Regions from separate parts of the Mus musculus genome. Here all the other regions are linked to region 2. A link is a contact called in public HiChIP or PLAC-seq and promoter capture Hi-C data. All regions are on one chromosome and are shown on one strand. The core of a region is the stretch at or near the end of the contact, and the rest is flanking DNA. Distances in the headings are between cores, read along the strand shown.

What was found. Promoter capture Hi-C pulls out the DNA fragments that hold promoters and counts their contacts. HiChIP or PLAC-seq counts read pairs in DNA pulled down with a chosen protein or histone mark. Capture Hi-C pulls out chosen DNA fragments and counts their contacts.
Region 1: a promoter capture Hi-C map of liver shows a contact between it and region 2, with 7 times the contacts expected there. The contact joins the promoter of Cmtr2 here to the promoter of Psmd7 in region 2. A contact is called at or near these places in 5 of 39 promoter capture datasets (3T3-L1-derived adipocytes, the C10 cell line, liver and 1 more), 1 of 484 Hi-C or Micro-C datasets (CD4 T cells), 1 of 115 datasets of contacts at active chromatin or transcription factors (astrocytes) and 1 of 9 other capture datasets (liver).
Region 3: a contact with region 2 is called in a promoter capture Hi-C map of liver, with 2.9 times the contacts expected there. The contact joins the promoter of Zfp612 here to the promoter of Psmd7 in region 2. A contact is called at or near these places in 4 of 39 promoter capture datasets (hippocampal neurons, liver, pre-B cells and 1 more).
Region 4: a contact with region 2 is called in a promoter capture Hi-C map of liver, with 3 times the contacts expected there. The contact joins the promoter of D230025D16Rik here to the promoter of Psmd7 in region 2. A contact is called at or near these places in 2 of 39 promoter capture datasets (the 3T3-L1 cell line and pre-B cells) and 1 of 9 other capture datasets (liver).
Region 5: a contact with region 2 is called in a promoter capture Hi-C map of pre-B cells, with 3 times the contacts expected there. The contact joins the promoter of Pdp2 here to the promoter of Psmd7 in region 2. A contact is called at or near these places in 2 of 39 promoter capture datasets (liver and pre-B cells).
Region 6: an H3K27ac HiChIP or PLAC-seq map of embryonic stem cells shows a contact between it and region 2, with 6 times the contacts expected there. The contact joins the promoter of Tat here to the promoter of Psmd7 in region 2. A contact is called at or near these places in 1 of 39 promoter capture datasets (hippocampal neurons) and 1 of 115 datasets of contacts at active chromatin or transcription factors (embryonic stem cells).
Region 7: a contact with region 2 is called in a promoter capture Hi-C map of pre-B cells, with 5 times the contacts expected there. The contact joins the promoter of Cdh16 here to the promoter of Psmd7 in region 2. A contact is called at or near these places in 1 of 39 promoter capture datasets (pre-B cells) and 2 of 9 other capture datasets (adipose tissue and liver).

Annotation. Positions count from the first base shown.
Region 1 is chr8:110,216,643-110,219,342 of GRCm38.p6, reverse strand. Cmtr2 (cap methyltransferase 2) reads right to left here and starts at 1,383. Exons shown (of 2, transcript NM_146215.4): 1 at 1,257-1,383.
Region 2 is chr8:107,587,091-107,589,790 of GRCm38.p6, reverse strand. Psmd7 (proteasome (prosome, macropain) 26S subunit, non-ATPase, 7) reads left to right here and starts at 1,309. Exons shown (of 7, transcript NM_010817.2): 1 at 1,309-1,512. The coding sequence starts at 1,439.
Region 3 is chr8:110,078,324-110,081,253 of GRCm38.p6, reverse strand. Zfp612 (zinc finger protein 612) reads right to left here and starts at 1,520. Exons shown (of 5, transcript NM_175480.4): 1 at 1,250-1,520.
Region 4 is chr8:105,223,800-105,226,506 of GRCm38.p6, reverse strand. D230025D16Rik (RIKEN cDNA D230025D16 gene) reads right to left here and starts at 1,320. Exons shown (of 16, transcript NM_145604.3): 1 at 1,021-1,320. The coding sequence starts at 1,084.
Region 5 is chr8:104,589,737-104,592,770 of GRCm38.p6, reverse strand. Pdp2 (pyruvate dehyrogenase phosphatase catalytic subunit 2) reads right to left here and starts at 1,299. Exons shown (of 2, transcript NM_001024606.2): 1 at 1,176-1,299.
Region 6 is chr8:109,988,911-109,991,782 of GRCm38.p6, reverse strand. Tat (tyrosine aminotransferase) reads right to left here and starts at 1,347. Exons shown (of 12, transcript NM_146214.3): 1 at 1,263-1,347; 2 at 64-310. The coding sequence starts at 298.
Region 7 is chr8:104,623,102-104,625,801 of GRCm38.p6, reverse strand. Cdh16 (cadherin 16) reads left to right here and starts at 1,406. Exons shown (of 18, transcript NM_007663.3): 1 at 1,406-1,654; 2 at 2,364-2,421; 3 at 2,665-2,700. The coding sequence starts at 2,377. It overlaps Gm51588 (a long non-coding RNA gene), which reads right to left and starts at 1,433. Exons shown (of 2, transcript XR_003947593.1): 1 at 1,171-1,433.

The DNA.
Region 1 (2,700 bases), core at 134-2,633, 2.6 Mb before region 2:
AGGGCATTTCTGCACGCACAAAAACTCTACGTAAGAGCAAACAGAAAATTTACTACAATGAGCTCATCTGTCTTGATCCACGCTGTGCTTACTGGGAACCGCAGCTACATTTAGACCTCCAATACATTCTATTTTGGGGGGAAAAAAAAAGTCTACTTTTAGTCATTAACTTCACATACTAATTAGTGGCTGTGGTTAAGCTGTGAAATCTTACCGAAATTAAGTGGATAATTGCCTTCACTTGCAAACAACTAAAAGGATTCAAACGCTCCAAGGTTCCTGACTGTACTTGAGCCTTGCTGCCAACTCATTCTTAATATTACCGCCCCCTTATCCATTCCACTCCAGCCACACAAGCCTGCTGTTCACTGAAGACCCAGGCCACACCACGTTGGAACACTTTGCTCAATACTAAGAGGCAAGCTCTACCTGGGCTTTACTCCCCCAAGTATCTATCTAGCTAATCCCCTCAGCTCCTCCTGGTATTTGCTGGAAGGCACTTTACTCTGTGAAGCCTATCCTAACACACTTATTTTGAAATTGCATCTCGGGCTCCCCATGGCCCTTACCTCACTTTCTCCCACGGCATTCATGTTTATCACTTATTTCTTTTCCCCTGTGTTCTGTTTGTGACTTGTCGTTCTCAACTTCCTCAAACCAGAATGTAAGCTCCGCACTTCTGCAGGACAGTTATCTTTTATTTTGCTCACTTACATGCCACCCCAAAAGGTTCCAACAGTGGCTGGTGGGCACTTAAGTACACTAACATTAACTGGATAAATGGACGAATATTACACTTAGCCCAAAAGACAAAGCTCTGAACAGAATAATGCATTTCAATTTCACCCTAGCATTTCAATGTACGACTTAAAAACAAAAAAAATTTCAATTAAATGCATAAAATTTTTTTTCAACTAAATGCATGCCGTTTCCAAAGTGCATGTGAGGCTGATGAGTATCAACTGTATTATTTTGCAGGCTCCAAGTGGAAGACAGGAAGCTTCCTGTCCAAAGCCACAAGGAAATGATTATAAAATTTGTAAGTCCAACACCAAAGCCTTTAAGTTCTCAACAGCTGTCAGGTCTAAGTGAGCATAGGGAGTGTTAGCAATGGTCCCGCCAACTTTTCCTAGGAAATAAAAACACTGGGGCATGTGCAGTGCTCACACTGGGTCCTGGGACAGCCACCTCTCAAACACTCATTTGAGCAGCCCCGCCCCTTGCCCGCAGCGAACCGTCCGGGAACTGTCACTCACCGAGAAGCCGGGTCCGCATTCCTTCAGCCCACGCCCACCAGAGCCCCTCGAGCAGGAGCAGAGTAGCACCGCACACGCGGTCCTCACTCTAACGAGCCACCTGCCACTTCCGCTCCCGGGAACAGCTTCCGGGGGTGGCGTCTCCTCTGCGTACTTGGCAACCGGGTCGCGGACAAAGAGGAGGGAGCGCCTGGAAGACCGCCCGGACCTGCGCACGCGCAACTGGAGCCAGATCCTCCTCCAGACCACGCCCCCACCGGCTGCGAGGCTCTGACAGCCACACTGCACAGGCGCCTTCCGGGAGGCCTATCGTCACGCGCATCGACGTCACTCGGGAGGGTGGCAACTCCTGGAGCTGAGCTCTGGTGCGGAGAAACTTGTCCGTCTCAGCGGGTCGCCATGGCAACGGAACTGGGCTTTGGTACCCGAAGGTTTACCCTGGATAGATAGATGCTAGTTCCTAGGAGAGACTGCATTAAAATTGAAGCTCAATGGATAACTTGAGTGCAAAACCAAATTAAAGAAACGGAAGTATCATCACTTGGTGTGTTTACATATTAATAAACCAAGGAAAAAGAAAACCACCCGGTGTAGTGCCACAAGCCTTTGATCCCAGCTCTCATGAGCCAGAGGGAAACAGATCTCTGAGTTCTAAGTCACTCTGGTCTACATAGAGAGTTCCATGTCAGCCAGGGATACCAGAGGATGGACTCTCAGGCCTGGGACTCTCTAGTTAGGTTAGACTGTCCAGCTAGTCACTGGTATCCACCTGTCTCCACCTCCCCAGCTGTGGGGTAGCCACAGCTGCTGTGCGTTTATAAGTGTAACAGCCATCCTTTTTAGAGGAAAGCGCTTCACAGCACTTCCCTCATCCTCTCGCTCTCCCACTCTTTTCACCCACTCTTCTGCACTCCCCTTCCCTGAGCAGGTGTTATGTAGATGGCCTGTCTATGGCTGAGCTGTCAGTCACTTCTCAGAACTTTGACAGAGATGAGGGAAGAGCACCGTATTCAGAAGGCAGTTTGGCAACTTGACCATTTAGAGAAAAAAAAAAAAATCAGTGGACTCTCCCTTAGAGCCCACGATTTGTTAGTTATGGGTTTGGGCCATAACTAATACAAGGCATGAATTCCTCTTGTGGAGCAGGCAAATACCTACTGAATATTTTAGAAAAGCTCCCTTAAGTTCCTTCCTAGTCTTCCACCCTCAAGAAGCAGCTATCACTGTATTTCCCATCACCCTAATTTAGATGATCTGGTCTAGAATTTCACATAATTCAATCATTACACTTTGACTCTTCTCAGCCTCTCCCTGTTCAATTTATTATTTAAAATGTTTTCATCTGTATTGTCTTGTGTCTTTAAAATTTATATTGCAAGGGGTTTGTCATTCTGTGGGTTGACTTTAATCAGTTCTTCTACTGAAGGCTGACTGTTTAGTTTCT
Region 2 (2,700 bases), core at 60-2,559:
ACAGCCCATGTACACAAATAAAAAAATGCTTGTTTTAAAGCTATGATATGCTTACAGACGGGAGACTGGCATGGCTGTCCTCTAAGAGGCCCTACCAGCAGTTGACTTAGACAGACAGATACTTACACCCAAGCATTGAATTGAAATTGGGGACCCCTATAAAAACTAAATTAAATTGAATAAATAAAAATGCTTGCTTTAATTAATTAATTTTAATTAATTTAGCCATGGTGTTTTGGGTTGGTGGCCTTTCTCCCCAAATCTTTGGGATTAACAAAACCTGAATGTTGTTGCACTCATTATGTCACAGTGAGCATTAAGGAAAATTCCCAGAAATAAAAACTATAGATAAAGTATCCAGTCATACACCCAAAGTGTGCCCTTGGTGTTAGAGACCGAGAGCATCTCTAAACCACGTGTGGTCGCATATGCTGTCACCCTTGTACTTAGGAGGAGGTAGAGACAGGGGACCACCCTGGACTATACAACAATTTCCATGCTAGTCAATGTCATAGAAGGCCCAACTTCAAAAGCAATGAAATAAAACATTAAAAATAAATAAATAAAAACCAGGTGTGATGGCATATGACTTTAACTCCAGCACTCAGGGAACAGAGGCAGGTAGAGGCCAGTCAGGTCTACAACGTGAGTTCCAGGACAGCCAGGGCTGTTACATAAAGAAACACCGTCTCAAAAAAAAAAAAAAAAAAAAAAAAAGAAGCAAAACAAAACAAAAACCAAAACCCAAAAACAAACAAACAAACAAATGAAACTCCTCTGGGAAATTTTGAAACAGTGCTGACTTAAAGTGTTAAGTGAAAGTTAAGGGCTGGTGAGATGGCTCAGTGGGTAGGAGCACCTGACTGCTCTTCCGAAGGTCCAGAGTTCGGATCCCAGCAACCACATGGTGGCTCACAACCATCCGTAGCGAGATCTGACTCCCTCTTCTGGTGTGTCTGAAGACAGCTACAGTGTACTTACATATAATAGATAAGTAAATCTTTGAAAAAAAAAAAAGAAAGTTAAATATATGTCGTTAATTATTTGATTAGTAGAAGTACACGCTGTTACTACTTATGTTTATCTGCCTTTTTCTACAACCTTCCAAGGAGGAGAAATGGTGAGCTGGCAAACAACTGAGGAAAAACAAAAACGAAAACAAAAACAAAAACAAAAACCTAGGGAAAGGCTCAATGCCAAGCTTCGTCAATAGCCTAAGTCCCACAGAAGGCAAGGCGGTTCTTTCCCTTTCTCAAGATGGCGCCCCTGGCGACAGGGCGGGCACGAGCGCAAAGCGCTCTGGGAGCGGAAGTCGACTGTGCAGCGGCGGTCAAACCGGAAGGGGAGGTGCTGGGGCCTGGAGGAGCGGCCTGTGTCGCTGCGGTTGCTGGTGTTTGCGGGTTGCAGGGAGCCGGGCCGGTGGTCGGGCTGTGTCGCGATGCCGGAGCTGGCGGTGCAGAAGGTGGTGGTTCACCCCCTGGTGCTGCTCAGTGTGGTGGATCATTTCAACCGGTGAGCGGGTGGCGCGTGGCGGCCACACGGCGCAGGGCTGCTGAGTCACGGGCGCGCCGGGCACAAACGCGGCGGCCGGGGACACGGGTTGGGACAAGCGACCCCAGCGGCTCCACACCGCGGTGCTCGGTACCCATTGACAGCCTCGCACCCCCACCGAGGCCGCCACTCCTGAGTCTGGCCCGCCTGGCGAGGCCCCGGAGCCGGAACGATGCTACCCGCCGAGGCCGCGCCTTTTCCCAGAACGGCTGGGCGCCGTTTAAGACCGAGCTTCAGTCTCGTGTGCCCGTGCCTGTAAAAGCTGTCACTGAAACCCCGGTCTCGGAGTCCCCGATGAACGATTTTCTGGATGAGGCAGGGATCATAGCCAAGTTTCGATTTGGGATTCTGGTCGAATGGTACCTTTAAAATGGGAATGAATAAGGTGTCGGCTTGTTCCTCTAAAAACGAGGCAGGTGCAGATTGGGGCCAGCCTACAGTTCCCTTGGGTAGCTCACTGCCACCCTTGCCTGCTCCAGCCGTTCATCCGGCCAGACCTGTTGCACGTGTTCGGAAGTTTTACAAGATAATTAGTGTGAGGAGTTAACAAATATGAAGGTCCAGTAGGGAGTCTACTTGCAGTCAAGTCGGCGCTAGTGCCTGGTCTGAAGCAGGCTTTGTGCAGCTAACTCAACCAGAGCCAAAAAAAAAAAAAAAAAAAAAAAACCTCAAGACGGAGCCTTTTGAGTCTGAATTCAGTTGTATTGTTCGGAATGCCTGGGATACTAGGGGCCCTGATGGGGTGAACACTGTTTAAGCTTTATTTTAACAATTGGTAAGAATGGGGGGGGGGGGTGCAGACACTGTTGGTAGTTGTATCAAGGAACAGATGGAGGGGCTTTAAAGACTCGTGGATGAAGTTTCCTTTGGCATGTGGAAACTCGTTGTTTGAAGTAGTTTTAGTGGGTTAGAGAGGTGTAATGTTACTTTCACTGTGGCTTGTGTGTTTCCTTAGCATAGAATTAAGTTGTTTCCAAATATGCAGTTTGTTAGTGGCTAAAGAAAACAATTCTTGCTGGGCGTGATGGCGCATGCCTTTAATCCCAGCACCCCGGAGGCAGAGGCAGGCGGATTTCTGAGTTCGAGGCCAGCCTGGTCTACAAAGTGAGTTCCAGGACAGCCAAGACTACACAGAGAAACCCTGTCTCG
Region 3 (2,930 bases), core at 271-2,770, 2.5 Mb before region 2:
ATGGCATCCCCAGTCTTACAAGTTGTTGTGGTGTCAATCATTCTTTGCCCAACTGAACTGTTATATTTAATTTGTCTATATTTTTTTTCTATTTTGCTATCTTTGTCCTTCACTCTGTCCAGGCGACTATATTCTACTCATAGCTAAATTCCCACAAACAAAACAAAACAAAACCCTTTGTCCTACGTTCTACATCTTGAAAAACCTAGACTACAAAAGGATTTTTAAATGTTTCTACCTCTTCAAATTGCAGGAGTTTCCCCAGCCATTTTCATTATGACTTATTTGGCAATTAAAAAACTATCAGGCTGTAAATTTTCCTCTGGCTCAGAATTAACCCTTGACCAGGAACACTCGATGCCAAATGTGTTTGGAAAACTCTATATCCACATCAAATCTTAAAAATGTCTACAAAGGGGGTGCCCAGGAAGGGGGGGTGTGAAATGAATCAAATGCATTCTACATTTGTATGAAAATTGCCTGTGAATAAAAAAGCTTGAAAAATGTATTCCTATGGATATTCTCATGTGTAGGAGACATGCACAAAGTATCCATCGTCAGCACTATTTGTGATGCATAACCAGCCTGAAAACAACCTACCCATCCCCTGAAAATACAGCTTCTGTATTGTTTTTATAGCTGGACCTTACCCAGCTGACATAGACACTACTTAGAAATTAACCAAGTACTCAAAAACAACAACAACAACAAAGCTTAAACTGTTGCATATGTATACACTTTTAAAAAAATAGGCTGTGGTAAACACAAAATTCAAAATAGTTGTTACATCTGAGGGTGGGAAGAGTCTGAGAGTCAGATGAAGAACGAATACACTGATGGATGCAGCATAAGGACCAGATTCGTTCTTATCTGGCTGCGCATAGGTAAGCATCCGTTACTTTTCTTTCTCTTAAAACTCTTTCTCTGTGTCTATCTCTGTCTCTGTCTCTCCCTGCTCCCCACCTTGGAAAAATAAGTGTTTTGGCTACGGTTATAGCCGTAAGAGACCTGCATCCATCCAAATGTCGCACTGCCTTCTACGGGGTATGAAATAGCAGCAATTCTGAAACTAGTCTGTGTGTACTCTTGCCATGTCGTCATCTTGTGTGCATGTGTGGGGCCTGACGTCGATGCAGCAGACCAGGCCTTAAGCTCGCTCTGTCCCCAACGGCTGAGAAGTGGCCCTGCTTTCCCTGCGGTGGCCCCGCGCCCTTCACCCTGCCTGGAGCCCGGGACAAGCAGTACACACCTGCAGGGCCGCGGCGGGTCAAGAGACCTGCGATGTCACCTCGAGCCGCTTCGCCCCCGCACGCAGCTACCCCTCTGTGAAGTGACACAGCTTCCCCGATCCGCCACCTGCTGAGTTTTCTGGGTCTGACAATGGTCGCCACTCAAGCGTCACCGCTGTGGACACGGAGACTTGGTGGCCCGCGAGGCTGGCTGCGGGAGCCCCTGCGTGCTGTCCGCCAAGACACACCGCGAACCGCAATGGGTCCGCACTCACCTGCGCAGCACGGTCCGCGCGCGGCCGGAAGTGCGTCACCGGCCCGACCCCGCCCCTCTAGGAGTGCTGCCCCCTCCCTCTCTGGGGTGCCCGCCTGGCCTCTGCGGTTCTCTGTCGCCTAGGACTCAAGCTCTTTGTCGTGGGCCATGGGTTCTGATGTCTTAGGACCCTTACTCCTGGAGTACTGGATAGACCCACCCGAGAAAGGCCACCCGAGTTTATGTCTTGGTAAAGCTGGAGGTGCCAGCAGGTGGACTGTGCCAGTGCGTCACAGGCTGGAGGACCCAGGGTCCACTTTAAAAATAAATGTTATGTAATGTCATGCAGGCCTGCTGCTGGGCCTTGATTGCAGTTGTTCTGGAAGCTGAGGCTGGAGATGGCGCTTAATGATACACTGCTTCTCGGGCACTCTGGGTTCAAAAACCAGGACAAATAATAATAATAACAACAACAACAACCTGATTTCCTACCATGAAATTCATAACTACCTGCTGTTGACACAAGAAAACAACTCTTACCTTAAAGGGGATAAGAGATAGTTTATTCTCAAACCAAATTTAAGTGATCATAGCCCAGGAGCCCAGATTTAGGTTGCCCCAAATTCCACGTTCCAACGCGGAAGCAGTTTTATAGTTTTACAGATCAAAAAAGTCCTAAATCAAAGTTTAAGATATATTGGTTGGGCCGGGCGGTGGTGACGCACGCCTTTAATCCCAGCACTTGGGAGGCAGAGGCAGGCAGATTTCTGAGTTCGAGGCCAGCCTGGTCTACAGAGTGAGTTCCAGGACAGCCAGGGCTGCACAGAGAAACCCTGTCTCGAAAAGAAAAAAGAAGAAAAAAAAAAAAAAAGATATATTGGTTGGGTGCATCAGAGAGGTCGGTACAGCAAGATAGGGGTCGCCTTTCTATATTTCAGATGGATGCTATATGATAACCTTCTTGGCTTTTGTGTTGGTGGAAGTCAATGGCCTGTTACAAGATCCCAACAGGTGTTTAATCTATATTACAGGATGTTAGTTCTTACAGAAAAATAAGCAAGAAATGGTTATTCAAAGTGGTAACACTGGCCCAAAATAAGATAATTAGCTAGCCTTGGCACCTGTAGCATTCCAATATCTCAACAGCACTATAGTTCAATGAGTCAGTCTCTGTAGACATGACTTCTGTTCGGGAACTGAAAATTGGCACTGCCTAGAGACCCACAAGTAATACATAGTAGAGGATACATGAAAATGATTTATAGTAACAACACTACTTTGGTCTAATGGCATACATATTTGCCATTGTCCCACATGGAATTCGGATGTCAGAGCCACAGAGCTCCTGTCTTTCGCTGGTGTTTCCAAAAATCACAAGAGCATGATCTAAAACGGTGAATGCTCTTTTGACAGAGTTCTGAGTGAAACACAGAATGGTTTTTCTCTTC
Region 4 (2,707 bases), core at 71-2,570, 2.4 Mb after region 2:
GTTGAATGGAACATGTTCATAGCAGATTAAATTTTGAGAAGTCTACAGGAACAGGCAGTCTAAGTTCTGAGAACCAAGAGCCCTTGATGAAACTGGCTTTTATAATGGGCAAGAAAGAGGCAGGCAGCCACCAAGCCCCAGCAATCTACCCAGCTAGGTAATTCCAATATGCTGTCTCTATAGACAGAGTCGTCTACATTCAAGGATAAGCCATAAACAAATGGAGCAGCTGACTCAGTCCAAGAGCTCCCAGTAGAGAGACAGAGGTTGAGGCCCACACAAACAAGCAGCAGGAACACCTTTTCCCAGCCCCTTCGCTTAGTGCTGCCACTAAGTAAACACACTGGAGTCACTAAATGCAAATACTCTTGTTCACATACGAAGGCCAACTCTCCCCAAGTGACCTAACTGATTTGTCTACCAAGCCAATGTGTAATTTCCACTTCACTCAATTTCAACTTTTAACTCTGGTATCTGGTATTGCGACACCACACGTTAAGAGTACATTTCAAAAGAGAAGAAAACAAGTCGAGAGTTCCTTTTAGAAAAGCAAGCTCATTCCCCCACCACCCCCATCTGATTGTGAGGCATGAGCTTAGGTTTCCCCCACTCCCCTAAAACCAGAGAGAGACAGATCAGAGACCAGAGTGTTGATTAGGTGTGCTACCTAGTTCTTAACTATTAGAGTCAGCAAAATGGGCATAATACTATCGATATTCAGACTTCAGGGAGTTGTATTAGAGATAAATTCAAAAGAGCAGGACCTTCCCACTCCACTAAGTATTTGGTGTGTACTGGCTATTACTATCATAGAGGTCCAAAGAAGGACCCTGCTGAGACATCGCTGATCCTATGACAGACGGGAGGAGCGGGATTCTAAAGCCCGGAGCCGAAAGACTAAAGGGTGAGAAAAGGCGAAGAACCGCGGGCGCAGGGGCATCTGGGGCAGGAACCAGAAGCGGAAGGGACTAGGGAGAATTAAGGGCCAGCCAACAGGATCCCAAAAGACCCCACACTCACCCAGAGTGAATTCCCATTGCTCGTTCCCCAGAGAGCGTTCAGGCACCACCTCCAGGTCCAGCATTGGGTCGGTTCGCTGGGCCGGGCGGCCTCCCTGCGGCAGCGCAGACAGGACCCGGCCTGAGGAGAGCACGCAGCTGCTGACTGGTCGCTCTCGCCAGCCCGCGGACGTCCGGCTCTCCACTCGGTTCCGGGCGGCGACGGCAGCACGAACACAACAACACACTTCACCTCCCTTCAACCTCCCGGGCAGCAGCCCCGGCAGGAGAGGCTGTAGCAACAGCAGCGCCCAGAGCAACTGCAGCAAAAGTGGCGTGCCGGGCCGTAAAGCGTGGCAAAGGCGGGGCTAAATCATGAAGGCGGGGCTTGAGGCGGAGTCGCGCACGCGCAAACTCTGGATCAGAGGCCAGACCCGCGCGGGTAGAGCTGGAGGGAAGAGCAGCTGCTTTAGAACTTAGGGGCCACATTCCAGAGGTCCTGAAACTGCACAGCGCACCATATATGCCTACGCAAGAAAAGGCACAAGGCGGGAAACATGTCACACAAAAATAAAGTCTTCCGTCTGCACACTTGTCCCACTAATCTGCACTAGGAACAAAACGGACAGGAAGGACCCAGTCCCAGAGACTCACGGCCCCGCGGACCATTATCAAGCTTGTCACGTACTGACGCTGGCTGCCACTGCCTAAATTGTTCAGAAACCTACTCTCCTTGGACCCAGTGGTCTCTGAGCAGGGTCCACCTCAGAGTCGAGGATGTATGAGTCCGTTGGCAAGGGTTAGAGCGAGAGGATTTGAGTTAGAAGGCTGAAGAGTTCCGGGCCAGGTCTCATTTCCAGAAATGCTCAACCTAGGGAATACTTTCTAAGCACAGAGGCTGCCTCCTGCAGCTCCGCCTGGAGTCACCATTGCTGCTTGCCAATGCTTTATGGTAGTGACTAAAGCTCTTAAGTGTTCTGTGCCTCCGTTTCCAGTGAGTAGAAGAGGGGCTCCTCTAGTTATTCAGCCAGAATTTTCGGCTTGCTTGCTCTAGGGCACCCTAAAATTAAAAGGCAGCTGAGGCCTCTTTTGATGACAAGACCTCACACCCTCAGTCTCATTTTATAGACGAATAAATGAGGCACAAGGAGGGTAAAGACTTTACCCAAGCTTCCTTGATCCTAGGCAGCAAAGCTCGATTCCCATTATGTTTCCTAAGGGTAGTATTTAGCAGGGAACTAAGTGACAGACTAAATACTCAAACTGGCTATAAAGAAGCCTAACAGTGGATACGTCACAAAATTTCAAGTCAGTGCTATGGGATTAAACAAAATAAAATAAAAATAGTAGAACGTCTTTGAGAAGCATTGCTGCACGCCAAAACAACTGGGTCACTGGGCTGTCTGTCCAGTGGGAAAGTGGCTGCAGAAACGCTGACGTGTGTAGCTAGCTATGTTTAGAGGCTGGGTGTGCTGATTTGTGCCTGCTTGGAATCCCAGCAGTTGGGAGTGAGGCAGTAAAGAAGTTCAAGGTTAGGCCAGCCTGGTCTACAAAGTGAGCTCAGGACAGCCAGGGCTATACAGAGAAACCCTGTCTCGAAAAACAAAAAACAAAAAACAAACAAACAAAAAAAGAAGTTCAAGGTCGGGCTGGAGAGATGGCTCAGCTGTTTAGAGAAGTCAGTGCTCTTCCAGAGGTCCTGAGTTCAA
Region 5 (3,034 bases), core at 50-2,549, 3.0 Mb after region 2:
ACTGTGTAGGTCAAGCTGTCCTCAAAATCAGAGATCTGCCTGCTCTGACGTTCTCAATACCTCATGAGATTAAAAGTGTGTGCACCATGTCAAGATTTCACAACGTTCTGTAAAGACTTAATAAAATACGACACTTCTGAGCCGTCACAGTGCTATCACGCCTTTAATTCCAGAATTCCGGAAGCAAAGGTGAAGAGGCAAGCTGATCTGTGAGTTCAAAGCCAGCCTGATCTACATTGCAGACTGTTACTTTGCTTGACAAAGTAAGCCCATGGGAATGGGGGGGGGGGGTTGAAACTGGGAGTGTGGGTGCACGCCTTTAATCCCAGCACTTAGAAGGAAAAGGCAGGCAGAATTTGAGACCAGGTACACAGAGAAACTGTCTCAAAAATCAACAAAAGGAGGGAGCCACTATTTTTGTCCTTGGGATACATTCTGTACAGATTTTTATATCATTGGGCCAACTACTGTGAACATGATTTCCTATTAAAGGCAATGTTTTCAGTGATAGTACTATTTATGGTTTTTGGCATAAACATTCACAACTACTGGTGACTTGGAGCTTGTTTCCACTAACCTGGTACCAAATTACATGGCATTTGCAGTCACCTTTCCCTTACTTATTTCCAAAACCAGTAGGTCAAAGGGTATAAACGCACTGTCAAACCGATTTCCCAAAGCCAATACCCATCCCGCTGAACTTGGGACAGATGAGGTCGGACAGGGGCAGATGGCCTCAGACGCCCCTTGACCCTGCAGAAAGGACAGGCAGCTGTGCGCAATGAAAACCATTCGCCTCCAATGGGACAGAAAGAATTTAGCACCCCTAAAGAAACCAAGTCTCTTGATTTCTTGGCTGGACCGCAAGGCTCTAAGAAATCCCAGCCCCCGTTTAGTGGCTGAGCCTTGGCTTTCCAAGGTGTAAGAATCCAGTTGCGACGTCCAGCTCACCGGTGCTCCAGTACTAAGGAAGCTGGTGCAGAGAACCGGCTAAGCAGTCGTCTCCTCCACCAGTGCGCGGGCCCACGTGGCGCGTGCGCGCGAGTGGGGTGACCATGACCAGGGGCCAGCTCGTCCCGCCCTCTCACCTCATCCCCCTCTCCGCCCCATCACCTGAGGTACCCGTAAACTAGGCTAGGGAAGGCGTCCGCACCCCGAATCGTCCCCTTCCTTACCTCGTATCCTCGTCCTCTCCTCCCCAGCTGGCGCCGCTGGCACTCGGCGGATCCTCTCGGCTCACTCTGGTCCTGAGCACAGTTCCGCGGTTGCTGCGACTGGGTTTTACTTCCCTGGAGAGGCCCCCAGTCGAGGAACCAGCACCAAAAGAAATATCCCTCCCGCCATTCCTGATTGGCTTATCCTTGGAGGCGGGCCCTTGACGGACATTGAGATTACCCAATGGATGAGGAGGGCAAAAGGAAGGCAGAGGGGCGGGGCCGGGAGGGGCCACCCTGCACTCTACCCCCTGGGGTTACCCGTGGCTTTTGTGCAGCCGCTGCGCCAGTAGGTCGTCACGTGGGGCTCTTCCCCAAGCTTCCCTTATCACCACACCCTGCAAAGCCAGAACCAAGAGACCTCTCCAGTTCTTTACAGTTCATTCTCACATAGATTCCTCCCGGGTTTTGTTCCGTTCCCTCCAAGCCTCTCTCCAAAGTGCCACATCTTTATTATCTTTGGACACCTATCTTGAAGGCTTTATGGACACTCTAGGTTCTACTTGCCCTGACCTTATCTTCCAGTCAAACCTGCTTTTCTTCCTAAACCAGCAATGGCTTCGCCGGCCCCAGAAGACCCAAGTCCAAACACCAGGGTCAATTTGATGCTTCCCTTACTGTCACACACTTTAATCCTGTCATTCCCACCTCCTAAGTCCCTTCCCACCCATCCATTTGCCAATGCCAGACTCCAAAGCCTTTAAGGCCCCCTACTTCCAAATTACACTTAGTCCCAACCGATTTTCCTTCCTTTACAAACAGCTAGAAGGAACCTTCTAATACTCACATTTCTGATCTAAAGAGTTCATTGGCTCCTTACTAACCACCATTTTGAATTCTCAATTACATTGGCCTCTTAGCGACAAGTGATGTTAGCCGCACCTTTACTTGTTGGTAGCTTGGGAGAGCCAGAACCAGAGAGGTCCAGAGCTTTCCCTCCTTGCCTTCTGGTCCTAACAATAGCTGAGTCTGGTCTTCACCTTATAATGTGTGAGTCAGTAGAGTCCTTTCTTGAAGTCAAAGAGAGATAAGAGATAGCAGAAAGGTCTGAGAGTGCTGTCTCTGGAAAGAAAGGCAAGCTGGTTTACCCAAAGTCACGTCTGAGGTAAAAGTGTTCCTGCTGTATTTCTGTGATGTGTCCCCTTACTGGGCCTCAGGCCTCTCAAGGAGGTGGTTGCTTGGGAGTGTTTTGTTTTATTTGTGTTTTTGAGGTAGCATCTCACTAGGTAGCCCTAGCTGGTCTAGAACTAGCTATGTAGAACCGGCTGGTCTCCAATGTACAAAGATCCACCTACTTCTGCCTCCCAAATTCTGGGATTAAAGGCGTTTGCTAAATCCCTGTTTTTGTTCTGGGTTTTGCTTTGGTTTTGTGATACTGAGGATTGAACCTAGAGCCTCCTGAATACTATCAAACACTATCATAGATAGATCTTCGTTACTCTACCCTGTCCCCCTCTCCCCTCCCATCCTACCCTACCCCTTCCCCTTTTTATGCCTTGAGACAGATTCTCACTAAGTTGTCAAAGTCAATCTTGAACTTATGTCCTCCTGCCTCAGCCTCAGAAGTAGCCCTGAGGGTGTTATATAGGTCTGCACCCTGTCTGGAAGTTGTAAATCAGAATTTGTACTAAGTTTCTTCTGGACACTGTGGGGTCTCTTTCAGGCCCATACTAAAAACCAAGTAAGTAAATGGGCAGGAGAGAACAAAGAGGCATGCTTTACTGTGCTGTACTTTTAGTTTGTTTTACAAATACTTTATCTGATTGCATAGAAGGTTATCCTTCAGAACAGGGACAGGAAGTCGCTGCTGCAGTTTGAAA
Region 6 (2,872 bases), core at 98-2,597, 2.4 Mb before region 2:
TTATCTCCTCCCCTCTCTTCCTGGCAGCACATGAGAGCGGGAGGTCAAGTGGCCCGAACTCACCAATTGACAGAGAGATCACGGTTTTGTTCGGATTCGGCTTCACCTTCATGTTGTCCACAATGGCTCGGATGGGATTGAAGGTTTTATTGGACATGTCAGAGGGCCTCACATTCCACCTGGCCTTCCTGCCCTTCGCTCTCCCTTGCACCGAGCTTCTCCCGCCAATATTGACGCGAACATCCAGCACTGAAGGTAGGCTGTCATTGACATTCGTCTGGATTACGTAGGAGTCCATGGCTCACAAAGCCTACAGGGAAAAAAAGAGACGTCCCTGTAAGGCTAAGATGGGGAGTTGGGGAGCTGTGTTTAGACCTAAGCAGGGGTGACCTCACACATGCATCTCTCTAATGCTTTTATATGATTTCACTTGTAAGACAGCTTTGGATATGAATAGGAGTGGGGTTTAAGAATGTCTTGCAGAGATAGAAAATATAGGAGCAACTCATTTTCAAAATTATCAGGGAGCATTTAATTGAATATTTATCTACTACAAGTAGGATTGTTTTTTTTCCACTTGTCTTTGGCATGGGTGTGTACTTGTGCATACACATGTTCCACTACAAATGTGTGGAGGTCAGAGGACAACCTCAGGTTGCAGTCCTCACCATCCGCCTCATCTCACTGTGGGTTCTGGCATTACAGATGTGTACCGCCACATCTGACTTTACATGGGTCCTAGAGATCCGAATTCTAATTCTTGCCCTTGGATGACAAGGGCTTTTCCTGCTGGGTCAGCTCTCAGCCTTGTGGGATTTTCTATATGCAACTCTAACCCTATGCTCTGAGTTAAACCGAGAGAAAAAAAAAAATGACAGGAGAGTATTCATCAAAGCATGTGGGCTACCATCTCGCCCCCGAGAAAGGGTCTTCCCAGTACCTTAGCCTGGGCATCTTGGCAAGACCAAAAACTCAAAAACTGTAAAACTAAGGCAGTGGAGCACTTGGCTAGCAGAGCCAGGACCTATGTTCAATCATAATACCATTAAGGAAAGAGAGAGGAAGGGAAGAAGGAACAGAGAGAGAGAGACAGAGACAGACAGACAGACAGACAGACAGACAGACAGATGAATATTGATGCTAGTTAAAGTAAGGACATGTCAGATAAGCATCCCAGCCCTGGGCAGAAAAAGCCAGAATATCAGAAAGAAAGCCAGGAGCATCGCAATCACCATCACAGTGCAGAGAACCTCCGGGATTACCTTCCTCGTCCAGGCAAAGCAGTCTCCAAGCAGCCAAACCTATAAGGCCCACGAGCGCTCCTCCACCAAGTCCTCTGATGATGAGTTCAGGTGCGGTCCTGACCCTTGAAATAGTTTCAGCCAATGGGCGTTGGGCCTGAAGCCCTTATGCTATTGGTTGAGAGTGAGGACTAAGCCCCTCCCCTGGACCTCCCCCCACTCCCCCCCCCCACACTCTGCTGTTTCTCACCCCAACCCTGGGCCACCATCCAATCTGGGATTTGTCCACACATCACGTTATCTGGAATTCTCTGTGTTAACTCTTTCTGGTCATTTGGTGAGCTGTTTCAGGAAACTGTGGAGGGCAGTTGGGGTGACAGCGATTAACTTTATTGTCCTTATTTTGTTATGAAAACTATTGTGTTAACAGTACAGAAATGCATTAAAATGAGGGTCCTTCTGGTAGTGCTTTCTCTGTGCACTCCAGTCTCACTCCTGGACATGGGCAATGATAAGAGCTTGGTTGACTATTCATCTACTGCATGTGGGATTTGCTATGGACAATGGGAATCTCCACAAAAATTCAACCGCACTCCAAGGAAAAACAAATTAAAAAATTCCATCAAATAGGTTAGTATAAGGATAGATAAATAGATGCAGAGATAAATGAATACGTGATTTAATAAATTTTCAAAGCACAGATAGAATCACGCGCTCATTTGACAGTGGGCATTTATCATTGCCATTGTCGTCGTCGTCGTCGTCATAGTCGTTGTTGTTACTTTGTCCTGTGCCTTGATCCCCTTTACTTGGCATACCACAGAGGTCTGGACTCCATTTAGAACAAAATGGGAAGTTAAAACAAATTAATAATCCATCAAGAAACAAGGCAGCCAAATTCTCTGCAGCTTAATTTTCATTAGGGTACAAAACTGTTCAGGAATGCAGTGAGTTGAAGGATCTGAAGTCTGAAGTTTTTAATTTTTTCTTTAAAGAATAGGAAATTCTCAGAGCAGCTTGTATTTGATCACAAAGTTAACAATGGAACTAACAACACTAGTGGTAGAATCTCTCTCCTATGCTGAAACACACACTCTGATTCCTGGACCACACCTGCTCCTTGCTCCCTCAACAGGCACCATCCACCAGAGGCGCTAGACTAATATTTGCGTAGCAGTGTCTCTGCGCATGTGCAGTGCTCCAATCACCACACTTTGCAGGCCTACAACGTCTACTTCCTGCCGTGGGCCTGAAAAGGCAGAGTACTATTTAGATGCACAAGGCTCACATCACACTGGGCACGACAGAGCTCTAGTGCCCAAAGACACGTATCACTATCACCTCCAATAAAAGCTACGGCATGCAGAGATGCTTCATAAAACACAGGTGTTGCCAGAGTCCTGCTGTGCACTTTCTTGTGGACATTAGGACATTGGGTGTCTTCCTCAGTCACTTTCCACCCCACCCCACCCCACACACCCCTTTTTGATATAGGGAATTGAACCAAAGCAAACGCCTCACCACTGAGTTGTACCTCTAGCCTCTCCGCTTAGTTTAGAGTTGCATGGTCTCATATAGCAGCCACAATCATAATTGACTTTTGATCCTTGAAATGTGGCTGATCTTTAGAT
Region 7 (2,700 bases), core at 157-2,656, 3.0 Mb after region 2:
GTTCAAGGGAACCTCGGAGACCCCCCCACATCCTCCCCCAGGAAGTAACTGCTCAAAGCTTCTACTGTGTGTGTGTGTGCGCACACACACACACAGAGAGAGAGAGAGAGAGAGAGAGAGAGAGAGAGAGAGAGAGAGGGAGAGGGAGAGGGAGAGGGAGAGGGAGAGGGAGAGGGAGAGGGAGAGGGAGAGGGAGAGGGAGAGGGAGAGGGAGAGAGGGAGAGAGAGAGAGATGAGGAAAGCTTGCTCTGCCATGGGAAGGTCCCCAAACCTGAAAAAGAAACCCAGGCGCCTTGGGCAAACGGCTTAGCCTCTCTGTACCCCAGAGGGGTATGACAAGGGGACAGTTCCCTCTTCAGAATGAGTGGGTGGGATAGCAGCGATATGTGCTCACAGAAGTTCTGGGTGCTGGTTAGTAGGCACTCAGTATGTGTGAGACCTCCTTCAACAACCCCACATATAGCACTAACCTAGGCTCAGTGCCTCAGTGATCCTAAAACAGACACTCAGCTTGTCCCAGTCCCGCTTCCATCTGGAATGCTGACCAGATATACCATGAGCAGTCCTCGGGGGAGACCCCAAAACATGGAAGGAAAGTGAGAGGAGGGAGACCAGGGTCTTCATACTCTGTACCCTCATCTGAGATTCCCAGAAAACAAGGTTTCTGCTGGGTCTGCCTTTCAGGCCTTACAGGGGGAGGTGAGGAGGCCCTGGTCAGCCCTGTAACTCCCTCAAAGTCACCTGAGCTGGCTCGGTCTTCTCTTTTCTGCTTAGAGACATGAGACAGGTCAGAGCCTCACCCTTATCTGTGTTCAGGAGACCATGTGAGGCTAGGAGAGCTTCAGGGGGACCTCTAGGCTTCTGTCCCACCCACTGGTCTCACTGATGAATGTTCTAGAGCTCCGAACACACACTTGGGGTCAGCTGCCCTTTGGGTTACACTCCCAGTCCTTTCCTTAGCTCCACGGGCCACTTGGGGCAGGACAAGGTCATAGCCTACTCAGAGGAACTCCGAAGCTAATACGTGAGAAACAAGCTGGTGTCTTCTGGGCATCCGTAGAGGCAGTTCATGGTATGGAGTGGGGGAGCCTAATCCAGCCTGTGAATGTAAGGGCTTTCCTGAAGAAGGGGTTATTAGTGCTTGTTGCTAAAGCGTAAGCAGGTACTTACTGTCCTGTAGAAAGGTGGGAAGAGCATTCCAGGCACAAGGAACAATATCTGGAGAGATCTGGCTACAGATGCCACTGCACAGAGGAGAAGTGGGAGCCAAGTCTGAACACACACACACACACACACACACACACACACAGAAGTTATGTCTAAGCCCAGAGGGCCAGCAAGTGCTCATTGGGCTGTGTCAAGGGGGCAGTGACAGACCAAGAGCTGCCCACCTCCTAGGGCTGGCAGTCACGGATGCTGAGCAGATCTGGCTCTCCAAAGTCAATAAGTAACTTGGGGGGACTAGGCGGGGCCAGGCCTGCTCCTGTGGGCCCCGGTGGCATTTTCCACTCCTGAGCAAGCACGGCCAGACCGCCTACCTGCTCAAGTGTCCACCTTGCCTCGCCCCACCTAAGCCAAATTTGCCAGAGCTCCCTGAAGAAGGATTCCTTTCTCCTGGAAACTGGACCAAGGGAGAGGCTTTGGGCATCTGAAGGTGAGTGCCTGAGAGCTCTTGGGTGGGTAGGACTGAGGTTGGGAGTAGGGGCACTGCCCTATCCTTCAGATATCTGGGTAAGAATATTCAGGGATCCATCTTGCAGTCGTGTGTGTGTGTGTGTGTGTGTGTGTGTGTGTGTGTGTGTGTGTGTGTGTGTTAACATTGCACATTCTTAACTTCCTGCTGAGATCTGCAAAAGTTTCTGCATTAGGGGCAGTCTGGTATCTGGAGGGTGGCACTGAGAAACTCAATAGGCCCCAAGGCCTGAGCTACAAGTCTTCTGTTGCTGAAGGAATCGTCTTGTGTGGAATCCTCTGTGACCTTGGTCAGGCCCTGCCATTCAGGCCTTACATGAAGCACGGAACTCTGTCCTCAGAAATGATAGCTGTCTGTCCAGTTGCTAATTTCTGTGATTGGTGGCCTGCTGAATAATTGTCACTTTGGGAATCTGGGTGCTAATGAGGGGTGGGGGGAGATGGCAAGAAGGAGAAAGGGGTTTGGAAGTGAAAACCTCTATGGTGCTGTTTATAAGAGCAAGATCGAAGAAGCAGGATTGTTGGGCCTTACTTGGACTGACTGAGAAGCTGAACATTTGCAACATGCAGGGAGGAGACTAGTCCATACTGAGGTCCCTCTGCCTGTATATACAGGGTAGAACCCTTCTTCTTGACCTTCTGACCTAAATTCTCATTCCCATGTCCCTCAGGTCTGCCTTGACCATGATCTCTGCCCGGCCGTGGCTACTTTACCTCTCTGTTATTCAGGTGAGTTGGGCCCTGTCTCTTTCTTCAGATCTCAAACTTAGGGGTTAGCACCCATGTCCCCAGTCCCACTAGACTCCTGACACTGGCCATAAGAGTAGTATGGGAGTTGTGAGTTCAAAGTCATAACTATGGGCCTGCTATGGAAGCAGGAAGCCTAAGACCAGGGGGCGGACAGACTAAGATCTGGTGGGTCAGGGAGAAGGAGTCTGTGTCTAAGGAACACGGTAAGAACTTCCCCCACAGGCTTTCACCACTGAGGCCCAGCCTGCAGAAAGCCTG